Linked DNA regions of Hordeum vulgare: region 1 is linked to region 2. The links are chromatin contacts, called in public Hi-C maps. All regions are on one chromosome and are shown on one strand. The core of a region is the stretch at or near the end of the contact, and the rest is flanking DNA. Distances in the headings are between cores, read along the strand shown.

The links. Hi-C and Micro-C count contacts between places; a contact is called where the count stands out from the background.
Region 1: a Hi-C map of leaf shows a contact between it and region 2, with 3 times the contacts expected there. The contact joins the promoter of LOC123401312 here to the promoter of LOC123401338 in region 2. A contact is called at or near these places in 4 of 6 Hi-C or Micro-C datasets (leaf and seedling) and 1 of 1 datasets of contacts at active chromatin or transcription factors (embryo).

Annotation. Positions count from the first base shown.
Region 1 is chr6H:145,456,393-145,461,943 of MorexV3_pseudomolecules_assembly, forward strand. LOC123401312 (bifunctional dethiobiotin synthetase/7,8-diamino-pelargonic acid aminotransferase, mitochondrial) reads left to right here and starts at 2,775. Exons shown (of 14, transcript XM_045095085.1): 1 at 2,775-3,489; 2 at 4,275-4,445; 3 at 4,539-4,800; 4 at 4,893-4,976; 5 at 5,126-5,246. The coding sequence starts at 2,855.
Region 2 is chr6H:144,780,602-144,786,656 of MorexV3_pseudomolecules_assembly, forward strand. LOC123401338 reads right to left here and starts at 4,481. Exons shown (of 14, transcript XM_045095122.1): 1 at 4,180-4,481; 2 at 3,404-3,485; 3 at 3,185-3,288; 4 at 2,810-2,936; 5 at 2,632-2,726; 6 at 2,284-2,407; 7 at 1,341-1,421. The coding sequence starts at 4,220.

The sequences.
Region 1 (5,551 bases), core at 1,525-4,024, 670 kb after region 2:
ATATGCGCAATTTATAGTTCAAGTACACCCCCAATATGCTTCCTATGTCAAATGCTTCCATGCTTTGCATTATTGTTTCAAACATTGTCATTGTATGCTCCCTTTTCTATTTTCGCAATATGTTATAATCTAAGTTACTTGCTTTCGGTAGAATTTTACAAAGCTTCATAGAATATCATTCGGTGCTTCGTCAACATAAACAGGAGAACAAAACATGCACCCTTTAATTTGATTGCCTGCTTCAATAGTATAACCAACACAAATGCACATCTTCCTGTTAGTTGCACCCTGAGTGTACCTATATTGTTTTATTTCTTGAATAGCATGTCAGGCATGGCCGCTTTTATGGAAAAGGGGGTGTTGTTGGTGTCGGTCGACGTCCTCTCCATTGACGTCGCTAGCACTAGGTTCTGCAGTGTATGGTTTCTGATTCGTTCGTTTTATAGAAATGCTTCCATGAAAACCAGCCACTAGGATAAGCATCCACTCAATGGAAGCAACCTACTAATGCCTGTGTCATGCGCCATATTCATCGTGTGCCCATTTTTTATGCTCCTGTCACGAAACAAAGGATTCAGTTTTTTGCACTGTATTTTGCTGTCGTGCCTAATACAATACATCCCAATATGCATCCTGTGTAAAATCTACACACACATTGGGCGGCAAATTTGTTATGTATCCCTTTTTTTGAAAACCCCTTGCTTCCATTGAATAGCACAAATGAACCTGGTCGCATCTGAAAATTGCATCACACACATATGCGTCTGGAGTGTACGGGTTCTGATTTGGTTGTTTATAAAAATGCTTCCACCCGTATAAGCATCCACTCAATGGAAGCAACTTACTAATGCCTGTGTCATGCACCGTATTCTGAGTCCTCTTAGTGTAACATATCCCTCTGCTAATGTGGCCACTTTTTTGTGCTCCCGTCATGAAAAATGCATTCATTTTTTTTGCATTGTAATTTTGCTGCCGTGCCTAATACAAGCATACAAATTTTGCTAACCCATCACATTACTCTTTTTTCTCAGGTGACAATCAATAATGACTAAAAAAGATAAAGAATCGCTCATGCTCCAGAGTCCATATGCGGCTGGCCGGTTGTGCTTCCTCAATGGTCTCAAAGACTAATCTAACATATGGCGCAGCTGGTCGAGTAGTTGTTGCATCATTACCACATGGAGCATATGTGTCCCCTTCAATGTCCTCCATGATTTCATCCCACAAAGAATTTTTTTTAGCATCACCATTGTACACATGAAATCGCAGAGCCAAAACAATGGGCCCAAGTTGAACACAACTGAAACAGAGACCACATATGAATATATCTGAACCTATACGGTTCTACCAGACCACAACATATTCTGAACACAGACAACGGCAATACAGTCTAAGCTTCCATCAGCAAATAAATTTGAATCTACAGGCAACAAAACGTGCTTCTAACTACTTGCTCTCACATTCATCATACAGATTCATCAAGGATCCCTCATGTTTGGGTTAAAAACCAGCCAAACAATGCATCAGACTACCAACATACATCAGAGCTACAATAAACATCCGAAAAAGGACAGCTAAAAACTCTGAATATGTACCAAGGTGTTCATGTTACCTCCTCATCTCCAATATTCAGCACAAACGGATTCATGTACGTCGGATTACTCGAAGCCACAACACCCAAAACGCCTTTAAAACCGCTGGTACTACACGATCCATGCCGCCAGATTGCATCAGAAACCCCCTATACTTGATATCACGTCTTAGATGCGCCATTTCTGCAGATTCTGGTCTCTCAAAGGAAGCATGCGCGCGGGAGGAAGAGGCACAACAGACGAGCTTTTCTCCCGCGGGAGGAAGACGTATGTCGAGGGCGTACTTTTAGGGAGAGTTATTGTGTACGCCCGACCGCTTAATTACAGGCTTTTAAACCCTCTCAACCTGTACATCCCACTAATCTGATGGATTCCATTGCCCCTGATCCGACGGTGCATAAATAGTTTGATGGATGCTAAAACGCCTGTAGTCTGATGCCTAACGCTTTCCCGAGATAAAAGACTTTGCACGTGTGGTCCACACCACGCGTGGCGTCCACGCCAAATCAGCCGGATGATTCAGATCGTTTTCCTTTTGCAAAGGGAAACGTTTCCCCCCTGGCGCGCCGGCCGAATCGTTCGGCCGGTCGCGCGCGGGTCGCGCTAGCTGGCAGGTGTATGCATCATTTTTCTGTAAAAATTGCTGCAATCGTGTATTTTTTTGTTACAAATGTTTTTTATGCAGCTTTTTTCTCGTGTAAATTTGTTGCGACCAACGTTCATATTTGCTACAAGCGTTTTTTATTTACTAGATTTGTACAGTAAAAAAGTTGCATATACGTTTGGTTGCAACTCGAGTTCGTTGAATTTTTGCTACAACCGGCGTTTTGACTTTTGCTACAACCGTGCTATTTTTTGCTATAACCGGCATCATTTTTTGCTGCAACCGTTCGCTGAAAAAGTTGCATACACGTCATGTAGATTTTTGCTACAATCGGCGTTTAACTTTTGCTACCACGCATCATCTTCTTTGTTTTTTTGCTACGATCATGTAGATATTTTTTTGCTATAATTAATTTTTTGTTGCAACCGTTGCGAAAAATGCTGCATAGCGTCGAAATTTGTTGCAAGATCTGACGGTCCCTGTGCATATCGGACGGTCAGCCTGCGACCGGCGCTGGCGCTCGCGCCGGCGCGCCGGCGCCTAGTACTCCCCTTTGCTTTTGCAAATCATTCGGCATTCTGTAGCTTATCATACTCTGTTCTTCGGCCCCGCTGTTCTTCCTCCCAAACCCCCGTATGTAGAACCCGAGCCAGCAGCCATGCTCCGTCGCCTCCTACTCCGCCATGCCCGTCGGCTCCATTACTCCTCCTCATTCTCCTCCGCCTTACCCCTCTCCTCGCCGACCTTCGCTGTCTTCGGCGCCAACACCGGCGTCGGCAAGACCCTCGTCTCCGCTGGCCTCGCCGCCTCCCTCCTCCGTTCCCACGCCGCTTCCCCCTCTGCCGTCCTCTACCTCAAACCGCTCCAGACCGGCTTCCCCGACGATTCCGACGCGGGGTTCCTCTACCGCAGGGTCCCCGCGCTTCTCCGCCCCTCCCACGCCGCGCACCTCGCCGCCTCCATCGACACCCTCTCCCCTGCCCCGTCAGTGGAAACCCAATCCCCTTCCCGCGAGGAGGCGGCCTTCTCCTACGACGGGGAGGGTGAGGCGGTGAGGAAGCTTCTGGCTTGCAGGACGCTGTACGCATGGCGGGAGGCGGTGTCGCCGCACCTGGCGGCGGAGAGGGAGGGGATGGCGGTAGAAGACGCGCATGTGAGGTCGCTCCTGGCAGCGTGCCTCGTCGAGGGGGAAAATTTGGGGAAGGGGGAGGGGGATGTGTGGAAGCTGGTCGAGACTGCCGGCGGCGTGGCCAGCCCGGGCCCGTCTGGCACGCTGCAGTGCGATCTCTACAGGTGCGTTGTAATGCCTCTTCAGCGGTAAATTTGCTGTTTTACTTATTTAATGTTACCAAACGCGTACTAGTAAGCATGTTTTGCGGGGTGTTTAGTTTGAATTAATTGATTTCTCAGAAAAAGAAGTCTGAATTAATCGAGGGAATGAAATGGTGCGCAATTTAGTGTATGATGCAATTGACGTTTCTGTTATATATACTTGTTTCCAGTGTTTAGTTCAGTGGTATAGTCTGATGTTTGTTCTGTCTATTCACAAGGGATCTCAATACCTAAAAAAATCATTAGCTTCTTCCATTGAAATCACTATCACATTGGTAGTTTGTAAGAAGATATCATGCAAGCTGGAGATAACAATGGTGGTTAGCGAGCATGATAATTGCGGTGAACGATCTGCTGCTTTGAAGTTCTCTTGATGTTATATGTTGGATATCGTGCTGATTTGTTGTGTTTTCAACCTTTCATTAACTGGATCAAATTTATGTTTTTATTTTACAAGTGCTGAAAGTAATCACATATTTGGTGACCGTTTCTGAAATATTTCTGATGTATGTCTACACGCTCATCTCTTCTTTTAACATGCTTTGTTTCTTGGGAACTTATGGTGTTATTACCAGACATCGAGCATACTTTGAAATTCTTTTAACCATGGTTGAACTGGTTACATCATTACATCTATTTTTAAAGAACCTTGTGGCCTATTTAACTGTTTGCACAAGCTTCTTTACTGCTAGGTTTATTAGACTGATTTACATCAACACACCTCGTGATTACGTGACTCTTGGCAGGCAGTTTAGGTTGCCTACTATTCTTGTTGGAGATGGTCGTCTTGGTGGTATTTCATGCACTTTATCGGCATATGAAACTTTGTTGCTCAGGGGGTATGATGTTAGCGCAGTAATTTTGGAAGATCATGGTTTGTCAAACAACAAGTTCTTGCTTTCTTACTTAAGAAACAGGTAACACGGTTCAGTCTTTTTGTTATTTTTATAAATGTTTTAGCAGCTCCAATTTCATTGATACGACAACTTCACAATGTTTGTACTATTTAGGGTACCAGTGCTTGTTTTGCCACCTATTCCAGAAGATCCATCAGATGACCTAACTGATTGGTTTTCCGAATCATCTTCAGTTTTTGGTTTGCTTGAAGATGCCCTGCGATCTTTTCATTTGACAAGAATTCAGAGGTTAAACAGTATGCAAAGAAAATCAAAGGATTTACTGTGGTGGCCCTTCACTCAGCACAATCTTGTACCTGTAGATTGTGTTACAGTAATTGATTCGCGCTGTGGTGAGAGTTTTTCAGCATACAAGGTTTGTCCAATCCATATTCCAAGCTTTCGAAAAGAATTTTGAAATGAAGCTTTGAAACATTAGCGGCATTATTATGGTATCTTTTGATGTAGGTGAAAGACAACAAGATGATGATGATCCCTCAGTTTGATGCATGTGCAAGTTGGTGGACTCAAGGACCTGATTCTAAGTTGCAGGTTATTCTTGCACTTCCTGTATTTTCAGAATCTCTTTTACCTTGGTTTGCTAAGGGAACTCTTATTGCAAATGTTTTATGGCTAAAGTTCTGTATGTTGAACTATTGACATGCAATTTTTGTAGCCTAAATTTCTCTTTTCATCATCAGATTGAACTTGCAAGAGATATGGGCTACGCTGCTGCTAGGTATGGCCATGTGATGTTTCCAGAGAATGCTCATGAGCCTGCTCTTCGTTGTGCTGAACTTTTGCTTGGGGGGATCGGTAAAGGTTGGTGCTTTTACTTGTTTTTCATCTATTAGGGCATTTCTAACCGATCCCTTAAAAAATAGAGGAGTAAACCTTGGAGTAAACCTTAGTGGAGTATATTTACTCCACTAAGTTTTGGCCAGACCTAGCTGATCCCCTATATATGACGGAGTAAACTTAAATTTGGCTCATACATTTCGCCGAACACTTGCTATGCACCTCCGTGGCGAGTGGCAGCCATGGTGACCACGCCGGCGGCAAGCAGCAGCAGAAGCACACAGCGGGGAGGAGCAACGGCAGCAGCAGCACAAACCGGTGGTGGCGAC
Region 2 (6,055 bases), core at 3,231-5,730:
ACCGTTCAAATCCCAGCAATAACAAGGCAATCAGTGTTGGACTGCCGCGAAACTAGAAACACTGAGCTTTCGAAAACTAGACAGGAAGAGATCTAATTTAGTTATATTCAGATCAATTTAAAATAATGTAGAAGAAACTCGTACCAAATCCAGGCAAAGCTGGAAGTTCTAATAAGTGGGCTTCTCCGAGTTTTGCTGAAATTTGCTTAATTACTCCACTGTATCCACACTAGGACCAAATGGGTTCCTAGAGTTTTGCCTGAATTTGGTTAATTAATAATTACATAGTTCAAGCAAGGCCAGCAGGAACCCTAAAGCACCCACAGCCAGGCCATGAGGAAATAGAATTATTGATATTGAGTACTTCTCCATGGCCAGGCTGAGCTGATGCAACTACCATTGGTCATCTTCCTCCTCTACCTCCACACCATGGTTGCCATGGTGACAAGCAAGTCCAAAATTCTTCAACCAATCCCAATGACAAAATTGGGATCGTCACTTACGCGATGCTCCCTCTGTTTCTCCTGTATGGCCACATCTGGTCCTGCTGCTCGGCATATAGGAGCAGCTCAAGCTCACTACCACATAAAGCTCCAGCCGGATCCTGGCAAGCTAGGCTATGGCAATACACCATAGCAGGCTACACGCGCCACCTCCTAAACCTCATGTGACCATGCTCAAGCTCAATCCAGCTACCGCATAGGATGGCCATGTCCAAGTCCTCTCCAGTCACTGCGGACATGTGAGCGGCATGATGCCCTCCCCAACACTCCACACAACCTCCTTGTCCATAACGAGCCGGACAACCTGTGGCATGAGAGCACCGTGATGGTGAGCTAGGACAAGCCACACCGTGCCTTGGCAAGAGCACACCAAGCTCAAGTCGACTAGTGTGTGTGTCTCGCCAACGTGCTTCAGCTGTTCGACGAAAGGTAACCATACCCAATCACATGCAGGCAAGTAGACAAGATCTCTCCAAATGAGCCTGTTCGACGAAACCATGTGCCTGGATCTCCAAATGAAGGCAACCGACTACTCACTTATGTATTGCCGTAGCTTGGCTTGCCAGGATCTGGCTGGAGCTCGCACCATGACAGGCTGGCTCGCCAGGACCTGGCTCATGGGGCCTGGTACCCAAAATGATGCAGGCAGCCAAACATGCCCGTATCTGATTGTCGTTTACCAGAACTTATCTAATCTGATACATAATCCTTCACAGTGAACCATGGACAATGTATTGCAAAGTGTGCACCATTGCGAAATGGTTCTTTTATGATCTTTCATGAGTTCAGTCATATCTGGCTATATGTTTGTGACAAGGTATAGTTTATGAAGTGCACCTTTACGACATTAAGGTCCATTATGTCAAATTTTGCTCTTTTCTGAATGGTTCGTCGCATGTACTGTACAGCCATCTTAACCTGAAAAAGCAGAAGACCTCGTCAACACTATGCAATTACGGCAACACTCAAAAAGATTTGAAAATTGTTTACGTTGGCGAGAATGAAATAAGCAACTTCACCAAAATCTAAGTATCTGATAAACACATCGTCCTTCTATACATCATAGTGAGCAAACAGATTCCTCTACTAACTCAATGATAGAAGTGAAAGCTCAAAATGTAGGAGTCACTTCTGTGCTAACATTGAGTGTCTGCAAATTATATTTCAGTAGCAGAATAAGAGTGCAGTAAGATAAAACTTCACAAACTTTTGCAAGTTGCAACCAGAGGATGTGTGTCCAAGCTAAATGCAGATGGGTATACTCTGAAGGAAGTACTACTTGGCAAATTCCGTTAAAAGGTATAACATTTTGTCTCATACTTATTACGAAACTAACATCACATCGGGAACTTCAAAATGCAGTGCACACAGAAGTAGGTTGAGATGGCATCAGCCATTATTTCAGTTGTATTGGATTGGATATGGGCTGCATATTTATATGTATTTTGAGCCTAAAAAACTGAATGAATTAGTCCCATAGTTTAAAGTTTCTATACGTCCTAACGTGGTAAAGTAGCAAACGATTGAATTATTGTGCAGCCACTCATAATTGCAGGAAAGAACTAATTGACTGGATGCTTAGAAAAACCATGATTTTGATGGAGGCATGGGAAAATATGTGGAGCTGCACCATGATATGGCAGTGTTGTGCTTGAAAGGGAACAAGAACCATAGTAATATGTCATGACTTTCCAAAAATAAGGCAATACATTATGCACTTTCTTCCATGATCATTTCATAATGGTAGGGAAGCAGCAGACTCTGCGGTAGATGCACGTACCGTGAATTTAGGAACTCGGATTTTGTAAACATCCACAAGTTCCATCATCAAGCCATACAAGTTGGTGAAAGCACTATCCAAAACCATGCCAGCAATTGAGGGATCTTCTGCTCCATATAGTAGGCTGTGTTACATTTATACAAAACATTAATTAAAGGCCTGAAGATGTAGATAAACATCTCAATCTATAAGAACTAAACGGAAGAACCAAGAATCACTTGAACACACACAGTTCTGTTCAAGAACCATCTAGTGCATTGTGATCTAAAAATATTGAGTAGTGTGAAATGAAATAGAGAGATGTCCTGAAGGAAACGGGGCACACATTGTATACAAACCAGAAAGTACCTTGTAACAGCACCCATCGATCGCCCCCAAAGGCCTATACGGGAAACTTGCTTGTTGGTGCGCAGGAATGATACTGCACATTTGAGGTCCTCTTTCTAGAAGTAAATTACTGTGAATTTCAGAATACAGTGAACAGCGATATGAGTGCAGAAGAAGAAAATTTATACTGACTATATACCTCATGCCAACCAAGGCTGACATAATCTCCGTCTGATAGACCTGAACCAGAAAAGTCTAGTGTGAAAACTGTGATGTTTGAAGGAAGAAGTGCTACAGCGGCTTCATTTGCGTCTGCTCTGCATCCGCTGCATTGAGTTAGAGCAAAATCCTGTTAAATATTCCAGAAGATATTGGTGATTGCTCGAGGTGATAAGCTATATCATAATTAGTAAGTCCATAGATTTATAAATTTGTGCTATTAATCCAGTGCTACCGTTTCCAAAATCTACATGTATGTTATATAAAGCAAGTTAAATTAAATAAAATGCCAAAACTAACAAGTGCTCAATGCATGAGCAAACATATGCTAGCAGTGATCATGCAGGGTAAGTACCTATTTCCATGGCAGTAGATCACACACGGGAGGGCAATATTTTCTGGAACGAAAGCAGGAAGATAGTGGCTGCATTTTAAGGTATGGCCCCTTGCATTTGTGAGCTGCCAGGTTAAGGTATACCAATAAGGTTATAATCAAAGATGTCCCCAGTTGGCGTCATTTCTCATCAGCAAACTAAAGAAAGAAGAAACCTCGATAATTGGTCTCCGTACTTGCCTCCAAGTCTATTCGTTTATACCTTCGCCCTGCGAGCATAAACTCTCTCTCCCATAAGTACTGATCTGGATTATACTCTGACCTGCAAATTAGCCATTAAATCCCATCAGATCAACTGCAGATGCTTAAAATATTTGAAGTTAAAAAACGCAAAAATGGACATTTTATATACATGGCATTTCTTATCTAATTAAACATCTCATTCGCCCCCTCCATAAGGATCTCAGTTCGAAATTTCAGCATTAAGATTGCCACGATAGGTTAGAGTTACTTCTTAGCGCTATATGGACAGACATCATGTCTGAACAGTTACTGGTACAATTATTCGTAACATGACAAGCTTAATTACAATTGCGTTGTGGCTAGCTTTAACTGCACATGATGGTACTGATTTGCACCGAGCGAACAACATAATCAAGTCCGAAGTACCATCATGTGTGTAATGTAATACTAACAGAAACAACTGCCCTCTGCTTCCTCGTCCATTGTCCTACCAGATTTTAAGTGGAACTTGCAATTTTCAAACTTGACTAATGGTACAGTTAACAAGGCAGGCAAAATGATTCGGCATTGTAAAACGTACCACACACAATGAACAGCTACATACGCGAGCATTAAAGGAATAACCAATCCGGGCCCGATGTTGCATGCGTACCTAACGCCCGATTTAATCCCGCCGACATCGTTCCAATTTACAAGGAGACGAGCACGGCCGCGTGTCAATTAGCACCAAACAACAAAAGCAGCAGCACATCATGCGGGAGGTAGGAGGGTACCGAGGCGGCCGGATGACGAAATTGACGAACTGCTCGATCATGGCGTCGGCGGCGTGCCGCTACAACGTGACGCCCGTGGGTGGGTTGGCTCCAAGCGCTCGCGGTGAGCGCGCCCGCGGCCCGCCCGACTCTCACGGCCCCAGCTCGTCCTCTCCGAATTCCGCCCCGCCCACACTCGAGAAGGCACCGGAGCCCACCACAGCCGCAGCAGTAGTCCCTGGGTCTCCCGACGAGCGTAGGCGCGCGCGTCGGATCTGCGCGAGACGCCGCGGGAGCTCGCTGCCGCGCCGAGTGCCCGCCGGATCCGGCACGGTTGCCGGCGACCCGAGGCTCGGGACTCTCGCCGCGAGCCGCGGAATCCGGCGGGGAGGGCGGCGAGCGGAAGGGGGGAGGTGAGTGGGCTCTGGTTGGCGGAGGTGGTGGGGGTGGGAAGAGGGGAGGGGACGAGCGAGAGGGAAGGAGCAATAGCCGTGGAAAATGGAGGACGGTAATGAAACCCGAATTAACCGGGAGAATAAAAATAAAATCCTCTTTATTTCTGCAAATGTTGAGAGATACACACGTGGCCGTATAATTTTTCCTTGGCACGTACGTAGAAGGGTAAGTACTTCGAATTATGATCGTACTCCCGCTCTTGAGAAATAATCCGTATACATTTAAATATTTCAACATCAAAAAATACAAAAAAAAAAATAGAATGTAGACATCTCTTCGAAGGATTGTTTGGAGATGATCTGAAGGACCCAAATGAGAAGCCATCTCTTAGGTTTCCTGGAGACCCCAATGATGCCTTGATGGCCTTTCTTCCCCTCCTCGGTCCTTAATAAGTTTAAGGCCTCCTTTGATTCATGGGATTTTTGTAGGATTTTCATGGGATTCTAATCCTATGGAATTTTCCCTCTGGTGATCGTTTGATTCACAGGAGGAAATCAATCTTATGGGATTTTCCTTTCTCTGTTTTACTGAAAAGTTTTCAAGAGATCGAAGTTTTCGAAAAGAATCCTGACGGGAAAAAAAGCACGCGCTCTGCTCGCTCACCCGCACGCTCACGGTTTCCGCGGTAAATATATGCTCGCGTAGGTTTTGACGAGACGAGTCGTAAAAAACAAGCACCACTTCCCCAATCGCTTTCGCATCGACCTAGTCGTGCTGCGCCGCCACGGCCGTCCGGCCTTCTGCCCAGCTCCTCGGCGATGAAGAAAGGGTAGAACTTTTCTTTACTCAAGATTGGATGCGGATGTAGGGAAGGTGGACGTATGTATACAGAATAGAGTTGAGTAATTGCAGTGAGCACTTCTCCAAAATAGTAACTGATTGTTTGTCCACTATGCTGAAACCAATCTGTCAAAATATCATTTGTTGCATTCTTAGATAATGCATACAAAAATATAGCAACTTGTTCTTCTACAGAGACATCTCTTCCATCAACAAGGCGATCATTCTCGCGCAATTTGTGTACCAAAGCTTGAAATATATCGGTCTCCATTCTAAAGTGTTTTTTGCATAGGTCGTCATGTTCATTTAAAATTTCATTTACACGTCGTGCACCTGTAAGTATTGAAGTGTGCATAAGTCTTCTTGAGGAGTGTTCTCCTAAAGTAGAAAGAACAAAAAGAGCAAACTCATCCTCACTTTTTGATCTACGACGGTAGCTTGGATTCATTGGACGCTATGAAAACAAGCCTCTGGAAAATTACCGAGTTACATCTTGAGTAAGTTACAGAATGCAGAAACTAAAAAAGAATATGGCTTTTGATTTCAGAGACAACCTCAGATTTCAGAGACGGTCCAGTACAACAAAGGGAACATGTACATGAAAAGAACTAACCTCGGATTTTAGAGACGGACTTGCATGCAGCATTCTGGTGCATATGAA